Linked DNA regions of Mus musculus: region 1 is linked to region 2. Evidence: chromatin contacts called from public Hi-C data. All regions are on one chromosome and are shown on one strand. The core of a region is the stretch at or near the end of the contact, and the rest is flanking DNA. Distances in the headings are between cores, read along the strand shown.

Region 1 (5,503 bases), core at 1,167-3,666, 38 kb after region 2:
CAGATCCCTTTTAGATTGAAAATCAGGTCAGATTCTGCACTTTATCAACATGCCCCACCCCTGTCGCCATTAAGCAGCTTCTCACAACCCTGAGGTGTGGTCACTCCGAAGGCACAGTTCCACAGACCTCTGACCGCGCCGCAGGAGGACGCTGAAAGCAAATGCTCTGCAGCGACTTGTCCTGTTCAATATCATCCCCATTCATCCCGGCTGTTGTGTGTTTTCTCAACAGGGCGTGACCCTGTAGACAAGCAGGGCTCGAAGTCAGGGACCTACCCCAATTCAGACACTGTCGCGAACACTCCCTACACTACAAGGCGTGTCAGTCTCTGCATCAGCCACTCTGGGCTGCCTCTCTCAATGGTACTCAAGGGTCGGACACGTGAAAGTCCAGGATCTGATACCACACATCTCCAGCTGTGCCGGACCCAACGTGTGTGTGTGTGTGTGTGTGTGTGTGTGTGTGTGTGTGTGTTGCATTTAACTCCACCATCATTCCCAGATATGCAACATAAAGCATTGAAGGGAGAGGGAGGCAAAAACAAAAAAATTAGGATCTACAGTTTCAAGTTCAAAATCACAACCTTGAGACTCTGAAGGAGTATTCACCTCCTTCCTGTCTAGGCTACCGGATATCATATCTTTGAATACACGCCAGACCCTCAGGAATTATCTCTTCGGGCGATGCCACAAGTGAGCAGTATTCTCTCAACTTCCCAGATCCTTGCTAAAAAGGTGTGTGTGTGTGTGTGTGTGTGTGTGTGTGTGTGTGTGTGTGTGTGTAGTGGATTATTTTCCCCCTTTTATATATAGTGTAGTTTTGAGAAGGGCAGCGAGGCATCTGCTTGGAAAATAATATACTTCTTAATTTGACAGGCCCCTCTCTCCCATGGTAGCTTTTCGGAGTCCTCCAAAGTTCTGTCTAGCGTTGGTGCCCGAAGCTTTGCATGCAGTTAAGCTTCCTACTAAGCAAACCTGCTGGACATTTGTCCTGTGCCCAGGGAAGCACACAAGTGTCATGAAGGGGTTGGGGAAAGACCCTCTGGGTTAAGGGAGGCGTTGCTTCGCGGGTAGAGGTTGAGAGGGAAGTTGGAGTGCAATGGGACCATTAAGTCCCACCTTCTTCCCCCATCTGTGCTTTGGACTATGCGGTTTCTGCCTTGGCCAAAAACCGCATCCACGTCCAAATACAGTACAAAACTCTCTTGGACAGAAGTTAGAAAGAAGCCAGTGTAGAGAGAGACAGTTTGCTTCTAATAATCTCATAAGAATGCCCACAGTATGGCCCAAGTGGCGAGCAGATTCACGGTCCCCATGTGCTGCTGGGGTTGTCGCAGACGCGTCCACGGGCGTCGCAGCGGACGTGACACCGCATTTTCTCTGAATTCCTGCCATCTAGGATGGTGCAACCAAGGGAGGGGGTCATGGGGAAGCAGAGTGCAAGGCTGCAGAATCCGTTCTCTGCAGAGAACTGGAGCGAGCATGGAACAGCGCAACTCCGAGGGCGTTCACATTCGAGAGAAAAGCAACGCCCGGTCGTGGGTGGTTAATTGCCGGCTTCCCACAACCATGAGGCACGTCCCTGGCGGCGTCACTACCTTATGTTTTAATTTGACCTTTATTGGATCTTTGCTCCCCTGGGCTGAGGACTGGACTTGCACTCAGAAGACCACTGCCCTCTCTGGGGAGGGTGGGCCTTCTACTGCGGTTCCCTTCTCCTGAGGGAGCCTGTTCGAGTTCAGAACCTTGTAGACCTTGGAGTTATCAGGCATTCCCGGGCGTGGTCTAGTCGTGGGTTGCGGGGTTTTCTAGCCTTGGAACTGGGCGGTGTCTGCAATGCATCGCATCGCCTTAAGCTGTTCTCGGGTACTCACTCTCGCCGGTGCGCAGAAAGAGACAGAGAGGGGAGGGGTCACGCTTGACTATGAAGTGCCGGTGGGGTCTATTCAGAGTGTCAGTGTGTGTGTGTGGGGGGGGGGGGGGCTGCAGCAGAGGAGGGAGGGTTCTACTGCCAAGGGCAGGGCGGAGGACTGTGAAGGCCGGTTGGTAGTGTGAATGCCTTCCCAGGTTCAGCTGCGGTGATCACCCGGCACTGCAGCTAAAGGAGCTGGTTGCACCTTGCGTGCTCCCCCGCCTTCCCTGTGTTCCCCGGCTTTTCCGGGAGGAAAGATGGGGTGCCCATAGCGGGTGGGGCGCGCCGGCTGCCCAGTCGGGCGGTCACGTGTCCCCCTCCCCCTCCTACTGCAGCGGGAGTTCCAATCAGAGCGCGCCAGGGGGCTCCTCCCGGGCAGGAACCACCGGGCTCCGCGGCGCGGGGTGGGCCGCCATCACCTGACCGCCCGCCCCCGCCCCCCGCGAGTAAGGGGCGGTGGTAGCGTCTGCTCGGTTACAAATGGCCCCTCCCGCCCCGCTCGCCCGCTCGCTCGAGCTCGGCGCGGACCCGCCCGGGAGCGCTCCTCGCAGCAGCTGCCCGGGTTCCCACCGCCCTACCGGGCGCGAGCGATCAGACTACCTCGGAGGGCGCGCTCAGACACCCAGATGTCCGGCCACCTCAGTGGGTACCCTCGGCACCCTGTGATCCGACCACCCGCGGAGGCGCGCTAGCCCTCTGGGTGGGCGTGCTGGGCTTCTCTGCGGCGGAAGTCTGGACCACAGATTGTGACTTCTTTTCTAGCAGTAGGTGAGTGCCCAGCGGGAGCGCAGGCATGGGATGCCCTCCTACTGTGTGGGAACCCCGGGATCCTCTAGGGCACAGGAGGTTTGGTGTAATGACTAAGTCAAGCTTGCAGAACAAGTCCGAAGTCACTCGCCTTCTGGGCCTCTTTTTCGAGTTTCCCCAGTCCCTGGTTTGGGAAAGCGCTTTGATTTGAGGAATTCTTGTCTTGAGATACTTGACAAAGGTTGAAAAGACACTCAGATAGGAGCCGGGAGCTCTAGCTAGCTGGCGCAGGCTGGGTACACCCGGCGTGTTTGAATGTGGGGGGCGGGGGCCCTTTTGAGAATCAGCCCTGGGTAGGGCTAGGGCGAAGCCTCTGCGTTGGTCCCGTCACTCTGTCCCCAAAAGCCACTTGAAATGCCAAGGAGAGAAGAAACAGTGGCTGTAGATGTTGCTAACCAGCTAACCCCCTCCGTTTCTGATCTACCCCTGTGCTGCAGGTTATTCTGCCAAGGATGTGTGAGACTTGGAAGCGCCTAGGATACACCATTTTTACTTTATGACTTTTTGGCAGAAAATATGCGTTAAAGTGTTGAATTACGAGGGAAGATGGAGAAAATAACTTAATTCGCGTTTTTGTAAAGTTTTTGTTTTAAATGCAAGGCAGTAGAGATGTAGGTATTTGAGTCATATTTTGCGACTATACTTTTGGCTTTATGGTCCATATGTTCCTTATAACCTTTCAAACAAAACCCTAGGGAAAAAAATAGAAATAAATAAAAACCAAGGTGTGTGTGTGTGTGAGAGAGAGAGAGAGAGAGAGAGAGAGAGAGAGAGAACACAGGACTTCTGGGGAACAGAAGACAACCTCCTTTGATGAGTACAGTGATGGCCAATTTAATTTGTCATGTGCCACTGAAGGGGATGTCAAGCTGATAACATGCAGACTGGAGAGAAAATGAAGTAGGAGTTGCCCCTAGAGGAAGAAATAAGCCCTGATCCAATTACGCTGGGGAGAGAGCTGAAGGCTAGCCCTTCTGCACTGGAGCTGAGTCTTCTCAGTGGAGGTGGAAGGGTGCAGTTTGGGATACAAGCTCTGAATTCAGACACCCAGCAGCATAAAGGTGTGTGTGTGTGTGTGTGTGTGTGTGTGTGTGTGTGTGAGAGAGAGAGAGAGAGAGAGAGAGAGAGAGAGAGAGAGAGAATGGGTGTGTCCAAAGACAGCTCTTACCCATTTACTCTAGCTGCACTTGCTGAAGGGTTGAGAGGTGTGCTGACTCATAAGGCTGCCAGCAGAGCTTAGCACAGTTAGATTTCACTTCTAGACCTTAACCACATTATATATATATATATATATATATATATATATATATATATATATTATAAATATATATAATATATATATATATATATTCATTCTTATCAGTCTCCTCCCTAGGAGATTTTCCTTGGGCTTTTAGATTCACCCCCTTCATTTTGATAACCACCATCTGCACTGGTGCACACATCTCATTTGGCCTGACACAAAGGTTTTCATCTCCCTTGTAACATTAGAAACAGTGACAGTCTTAACCACCCCATTATGTTCAAGGTATTTGTGGAGAATATTGGAAAACCAGAATGTGAACAATTCAGTTTTCTGAACAGCAGAGAATCTCTTTGCCATTACACTGCAAGACCAGGGAGCCCCACCCTTCTTCTGAGTGTCTGCATGACACCAGGGAAGGAACCCTGCAATTGCAGCAGTGCAGGGCGAGGCAGCATCGGGCTCTGTGATGCCTGTGCTCATGTGCACTAATGTTGGAGAGGGGCTTCGACTCCTGTGCAGCCTTCAAAACCTAATATTACTCCACTTCACCTGTCAGCTTCGCAAACCAGTATTTGTAATAACTCTGAGAGGCTGATTTTGTTGGAGAAGACAGAGTGAGAACTGCTTCTAAACTTTAAGGTCGGGGAGGCTGAAAGACACGTCGAGAACAAACATCAAAGGCGTTGGATCTCCTGATAAGATTTCTTAATAAAAATAAGGGTTTGGGTTTTTAGTGTCTTTTTGTTTGTTTGTTTTTTAATGAGGTTTTCAGGTAATATACAGAATAAGCCAGCATGTGTGATAGTTAAGCATCCGGTATCTTCATGAGAACAGGAAGAAGAAATAAATGGATGCACTAGCCCTTTACTGCAAGCTCCACCAAGAAGAACTGAGTCAGGACATGCCACATATGATTAGAGGAAGCCACCTCTGCAAAGACAAGATTTCAAATCTATAGGAAAGAGTATTATAAGCCCTTTGAAGAAAGAGGCGTTCTGAATTCATAATTCCTAATTCTCACTGCCACCGTCTGTGTATCATCCGCACAGACAGCAGGGCTGACCAAGAAGAAGAGAAATTTAAATCATTTTTACTTTCTTTAAAAAAATTTTTTCTCTAGAAAGATGCCCATTTGGCTACCTACCATCCATTCTTAAAGTAGATACGTTATTTAAAAGGAAGAAAAAGACATTTCTCACCTGACAGCTAGAATGAGATAGCACATTTCCAGATCTGGCTGGACCTGTTAGCACTTACCTCAGCCATTATTCCGAGTGAAAATTGCATGTTTCTTTTTAAAGCGATAATTTAAGTTCAAAGCTCCTTCTGTCCCCCCAACACACACACCTTCCCCCTTACATTATCTTCCCCTCTTTTAAATCTACAAAACACAACTACAAATCCCAGCACCTTGAAGGCTTTGAGTCCCTGGAACAAGCAATCAGGTAAATTGTCTGTGATTGCAGGTCATTCTAAAACTCAAATCGATTTCAGTAGCTTCAGGATTCACAAGGGCAGATCCTGGCTCTAGCGCTCAG
Region 2 (5,657 bases), core at 3,049-5,548:
CATATGGCCTTCAGATGCCTTTCATATCCCTGAGGGAAGGAAGAAAACCTTAGTTATGTGTACATTCCAGGCTGTCCCTCTCTAGCTTAGTATAGAAGCTAGGAAGTAGCAAGTGTTATCATTGAATGATGAGTGGATGGATGAATGGATGGATGGATGGATGGATAGATGAATGGATGGATGAATGGATGGATGGATAGATGAATGAATAGATGGATGGATAGATGAATGGATGGATGGATGGATGGATAAATGGATGGATGGATGGATGGATGGATGGATGGATAGATGGATGGATGGATGGATATGTGGATGGATAGATGGATGGATAGATGGATAGGTGGATGGATGGATGGATGGATGGATGGATGACAGAAAGACACAGGGTATAGATTTCCTTAAGGAAATTAATGGGCTCCATCCCACTGGCTGAAGGGAAATGTGTTGAACATACCTGAGGGGTCTCATTATAAAGGAAGATGCAGGAAGACATTCATGTACCTCACCCCAGCCCTCTCTGGTTGGTATAACTTCCCATTTTTCTCCACACCCAGATTCTTCCTGCTTCTAGCCCAGTGGCTTCCTATGTGTGGGAGAAAGACTCAGGCCTGTGTCAGCAGCATCGGATCCTGGCGTGCTTATCCCAGGCTCCTGGGTATCAGAAATTGTTTGCCTCAGAGTGAGTAGATTCTGCTCCCTCCCCCAAGCTCATTCCAACCCAAACAGGTGCTTTCTTTGCAGATGGTCAACAATTACTAACTTTCTGAAGAGACATAGACTACCCATGTCATAGTCTAGCAGGTAAGTCACAGCCCCTGCCCATCAGACAGCAGTGTATCTCTCTCTCTCTCTTTATGAGCCACCATTGCCTGTGCTCCTGTACTTTGTTTTATTTGTTTTGGTTTTCAGGCAGAGTCCAGGGTTTTGCACATGCTAGGCAAACACTCTGCCATTGAGCTACATTCTTCAGCGAGTTATTCCAGGATTTTGGATCACTGGTCATATTGAGAGTGTGGCCACTAGTCTTAAGGGCCACCTCACCAACATGAAACCAACATGAAACCTCTAGAACAAATTGGGTTGCCAACAAAGAGCAGAAGAGCTTTGAGGTGAAAGGAGGATGCGCCATCTCACTTTAACAAAGCTGAGTGGTTTTGCTGATGTTTCTCAGAGCTTAGATGGCCTTTCCAGCTGTGATGAACACATACGAGGGAAGAAAGAACAATTCAGTTCAGAACAGGGAGGAGAAAGAGCTGTCCACAGCTGATAATAGAACTGCTGGGCTGAAAGTTTCCCATTGTTCTACTTTTTTTTTTTCTTTGCATTTTAGGAGACAACGGAGGGAGCTGGAATTCTTGCTGGAAAGCGAATTCTTTTTCCACTCTGAAAGAGATCAGTGTCTTCTGACTTTCTGATGTTCTTATTAAGAACTGGCCATCTGTGCTCACCTGCAAGATCCTGAGCAGAAAGGATGGGCCAGAATGGGCTCATGGGCACCAATTCCAGAAATCAGGGCCACTGTGTTAAGTCACAAATACTTCCCTTGGAACCAAAAACTAAGACCTTCCATGAGAGCCCGGCAGAGCAGGTCTGGACCAAATCCAAGTTCCTTCAGAAGGTAGTGGCACTTTCAGGTCAAAAGAACATGGGAGAATACAGTCTGAGAGGTGGACAGATGGACTCCACATGAGAGGTGGACAGATGGACTCCACATGAAACATGAAGAAGTGGGTTTGTGTTGTGGACCATGCTCAGCCCGTCCCCAGAAGCTTAACAGCATGAATTATAACAAAAGTTCGTCCGTGTAGTCTCATGTAATTCAGTCATTGGCTGGGGGAGGAATAAGGTTGGGGGATTTATGAGGAGGAGGAAAAGTGGGGGCAGGTGAGTCTCTGATGGGCTGAGGCCGGTGAGAGCCCAGTAGCCAACACTCCTGACAGCTTCAGACACACCCACTTTTCCATAGATGGTTTCCAAGAGACCCGCTTAGTAGAACCAGTATCATTCAGAGTCTCTTCATCTATGTAGTCACCAATATCTGTAAACACCCAGAAGCACAGTGAACCAGGACGTTGTCCTTAGCTTTAACACATCTCAGTTTGCCGTAGAAGGCTGGCCCTTAAAATTAACAGCTTGTAGACGTTCCTTCGAGCAAATCTAAGTTCCTCCAGAACTTCTCATCTATTAGGCTTCTGGTATTTTAATTGTTTTGTGAGTATCTGGGCTGTTGGACTTCAGTGAGCCTTGTCACATTGAAATGTGAATCTGAGTTGTGCTTCTATGGCCTGGGTCACAACCAAGTGGAGAAACAAACAGGAGCATAGTGTGAGTTTGTGAAGTTCAAATGGGGTAGGATCAGATTATCTTGACTGGAAGCAATTTCTACCCTTGCAACTACAGAGCACAGAGAAGCAGGAGCCTCAGCATACTCTCAAAATCGGAGGTGTGTAGGGTGCCATTTCATTTGTCTCTGTGGACATTTGTTTCAGATAAGCAGCTGACTCAGTCCTGTGGACACACTCCTCTGTGGTACTCAGTATTCTCTCAAAATCTCATCATTTGCTTTTTTGATTTGCCCTTAATGCTGACCCAGGAAGGGAAGGGTGCCCATATTAGAACTGGTGAAATGTGAAGAAGGGGAAGGAAGCCTGCAGGAAAAAATGACTCTCACTTAGCAGCAAGGTTGCCTGGGTGTTAACCAGCTTATTATGTCCCTTCTTGCCCTTCTTTCTTTGTAAAAACTCACCTGGCTTTTGTGTGCACGTGTGTTGGTGCACCTGTATGCATATGTGTGTATGTATGTATGCATGTATGTACATATATATGTATGTATATGTGTGTGTATGTGTCTTGGTGCACCTGTATGGGTATGTGTACATGCATGTGTGCATGTGTGTTTATATGTATAGGTATGTTTATGTGTGTATGTATGTATGTACATATATATGTATGTATATGTGTGTATGTGTATGTGTGTGTATGTGTCTTGGTGCACCTGTATGGGTATGTGTACATGCATGTGTGCATGTGTGTGTATATGTATAGGTATGTTTATGTGTGTATGTATGTATGTTATGTATATATGTGTGGGGGTGTATGTGTGGTTGTATATGTGTGTAGGTATGTATGTGTTTATGTATATTTGTATATAGTGTGTTTTTTACATGTGTTGTGTACCTGTATGCATGTATGTGTGTAGGCTTGTGTATGTATATGTATATACATATTTGTAGATATATGTGTGTGTGTGTATCTATATATCTTTGTGAGTGTGTACGTGTGTGTATGTGTATTATTGTATATGTTCATGTGTGGGCATGTGTGTATATGTATGTGTATGTACATATACATATATGTGTGTACATATATAGGTATATGTATTGCTTATGTGTGTATGTGTATGTATGTATATATGTATGTGTGTGTATGTGTGTATGCATGTACATTCATATGACAGTCAAAGGTTGATGTTAGGTGTCTTGTTCAATCTCCACCTTATTTTTGAGGCAGTCTGTCACTGAACCTAGAACTTGGTTAGGATCTTTTTGTCTCTATGCCACAATACTGTGATTACAGGTGCAGATGTCTGGCCTGTTGTGAGGTTGTTGGGTCTCTTAACTCAGGACCTCAAGCTTGTGCAGCAAACACTTTACTGACTGAGCCATCTCCCCATTCCTACCTTCTTTCCATCATTCTTTCCTTTGTCCTGTAAGCCAGTCACACTGAAGGCAGCTTTGGCACAGATAGCCTGCTACATCCTTAGGTGTTGGCTTGCAGAGGTAGTTAAAACTACCTCTGGGTGCTGGGCCTGATGCAGCTTCAGTGTCCTATGCCTGTTCCCACGCAACAAACAGGGGCACTGGGACCCACCTCATTTTCTTGAGGATGCCCAGGCTGTACCAGTACTGAAGCTGGCAATTAATGTCTGCTGGGCTTTGAAGGGCCCCAGAGCCTGCTGCTCACTTGGGGTTCTGGCAGGATCCCATTGATGATTTTATAAACACGAGCTTCCCCCTCTTTCTCTTTGAATATTTGCTTATATACAGTTTCTCACTTTCCTTCCCATCTCCCCCCTCCCTTCCCACGTACACACTAGAATAACTCACTTCTGCGGCACTGTCAGAGAACGGCTGCGGAAGCCTGTGGTCTCTTCCCTTAGCTGGCAAGCCGCCAGGCAGGGAGAGGGGGGTTCTGGCCCCGAACCAAGGACACAATTATCGACATGCTTAGCATCGTCTCCTTCAAGGGCCCCGCTAATGAGATAATCTGCCATGCAGGTCTTTTGCCATGCTCATTTCAGGGCGGGGCAGGGAGAGCTCGGTCTCAGAATTCCCTTAGAGCACTGCGGAAAAGTGGAGTCCCCTGGCCCAGCCTGATGTTTCCTTTCGTTAAAACAAACAAACAAAAGCACCTTAGAGTGTGTATGTACCACTAAGTCATCTTGTTTGCCCTGGTCTGATGTTTCTTAGGAGTAAGTCCATTTCCAAATCCAGACTGGCTAAAGTACCTGCAAATTGAGCACATAGCAGTGTCGCCGAAAAGCTCACATGTCCAACGGAGATAAAGTGCTCCAACTCTGAAATTAATCACAACCAGTTGTCTCTAAAGGCCAGGACAGAAGCCTGCCTGCTTTCAGTGATGCAGCCTGTGACAAATGACATCTGAGGTCACACCATCCGCAGTCTTTCTTCTGGTGCTGTGAAGACCAAGCTCATGCCCATGTGACAGGCCTGACAATGTGGGAGGCACCCACAGTGAACACCCACTCTGTTTGCAGCAGCATCAGAAACTCTGATTATATCTCATTACATATGCCCATGCTCACAAAACCCAGGCTGCAGTAATGCCACAGGCAGGAATGAGCAGCAGGATGGATGGACAGGTAGAACCAGGTAAGGCCCACAGCTAATCAGCCCTGTAGGTGAGCTGAATTGCATATGGACACATGGCTGGGGGCTGCTGACAGCTGACATGTTTTTTTCCCCCCAGAAAAGCCAAGTATCTAAAATGTGACATGAAATCTCTGGTTTTTCAATTAGCGTTTAAATACTCTTTGAACAACATGCAAGCTCCATCATGTACCTGTCATGAGTGGGATCCTCCCTGTGGCCCCGAAGATAGCTGTCAAGCATGAACCAAAGCCTCCTGGGGGAGTTCATGATACCCATGAACTCTGCAGAGACCTTCCTGTTCACATTGTTCAGGGGAGAGGCTGAAGGAGAGACGCACATTCTCTAATAATATTTCTAGACTCATAGCAGCTGAGAGACTTGCAGTGGGAGACTGCCTCTGCGTCAGCCTACAGTGACAAAGCATCCTGTCACAGCCAAGCCAGAGATGCTGGGTCACTCGGGCTCAGGGACAGGCAGACCTCGAAATCCAGGTGAACCCAGGAATTTGGGCCATGTAGCCTCAGTCAGTGGATACTGGATAGAGCCCCAGTATCAGGAAGATAAATGCTGGGCTGTTTGGGCTAAAACAAGGGCACAGCCCAGGCATGGTGGGGTATGCCAGTAATCTCAGCACTGGGGAGGTAGGAGCGGAAGGATTGAGGATCTAAAGCCACCTCCATTCTAAGACCCTGTTTCTTTTTTTTTTCTTAATTTTTTTATTATTTAAAAGCATTTTATACATCAAACATATTAAGAATATTAAGT

What was found. Hi-C and Micro-C count contacts between places; a contact is called where the count stands out from the background.
Region 1: a contact with region 2 is called in a Hi-C map of the N1E-115 cell line, with 7 times the contacts expected there. The contact joins the promoter of 9530059O14Rik here to the enhancer-like site in region 2. A contact is called at or near these places in 6 of 484 Hi-C or Micro-C datasets (the N1E-115 cell line, cerebral cortex, cortical glia and 2 more) and 2 of 115 datasets of contacts at active chromatin or transcription factors (embryonic fibroblasts and embryonic stem cells).

The regions. Positions count from the first base shown.
Region 1 is chr9:122,570,085-122,575,587 of GRCm38.p6, forward strand. 9530059O14Rik (RIKEN cDNA 9530059O14 gene) reads left to right here and starts at 2,417. Exons shown (of 2, transcript NR_015610.2): 1 at 2,417-2,680.
Region 2 is chr9:122,530,418-122,536,074 of GRCm38.p6, forward strand. No RefSeq gene overlaps it. Among named protein-coding and RNA genes, the nearest start is that of 9530059O14Rik, 39 kb to the right of the region's middle. Within about 2 kb of position 4,299, at least 24 of the 459 cell types and tissues checked have an H3K27ac peak or open chromatin away from gene starts, as enhancers often do. A contact at or near this core is called in the N1E-115 cell line, cerebral cortex, cortical glia and 1 more, where this site is marked.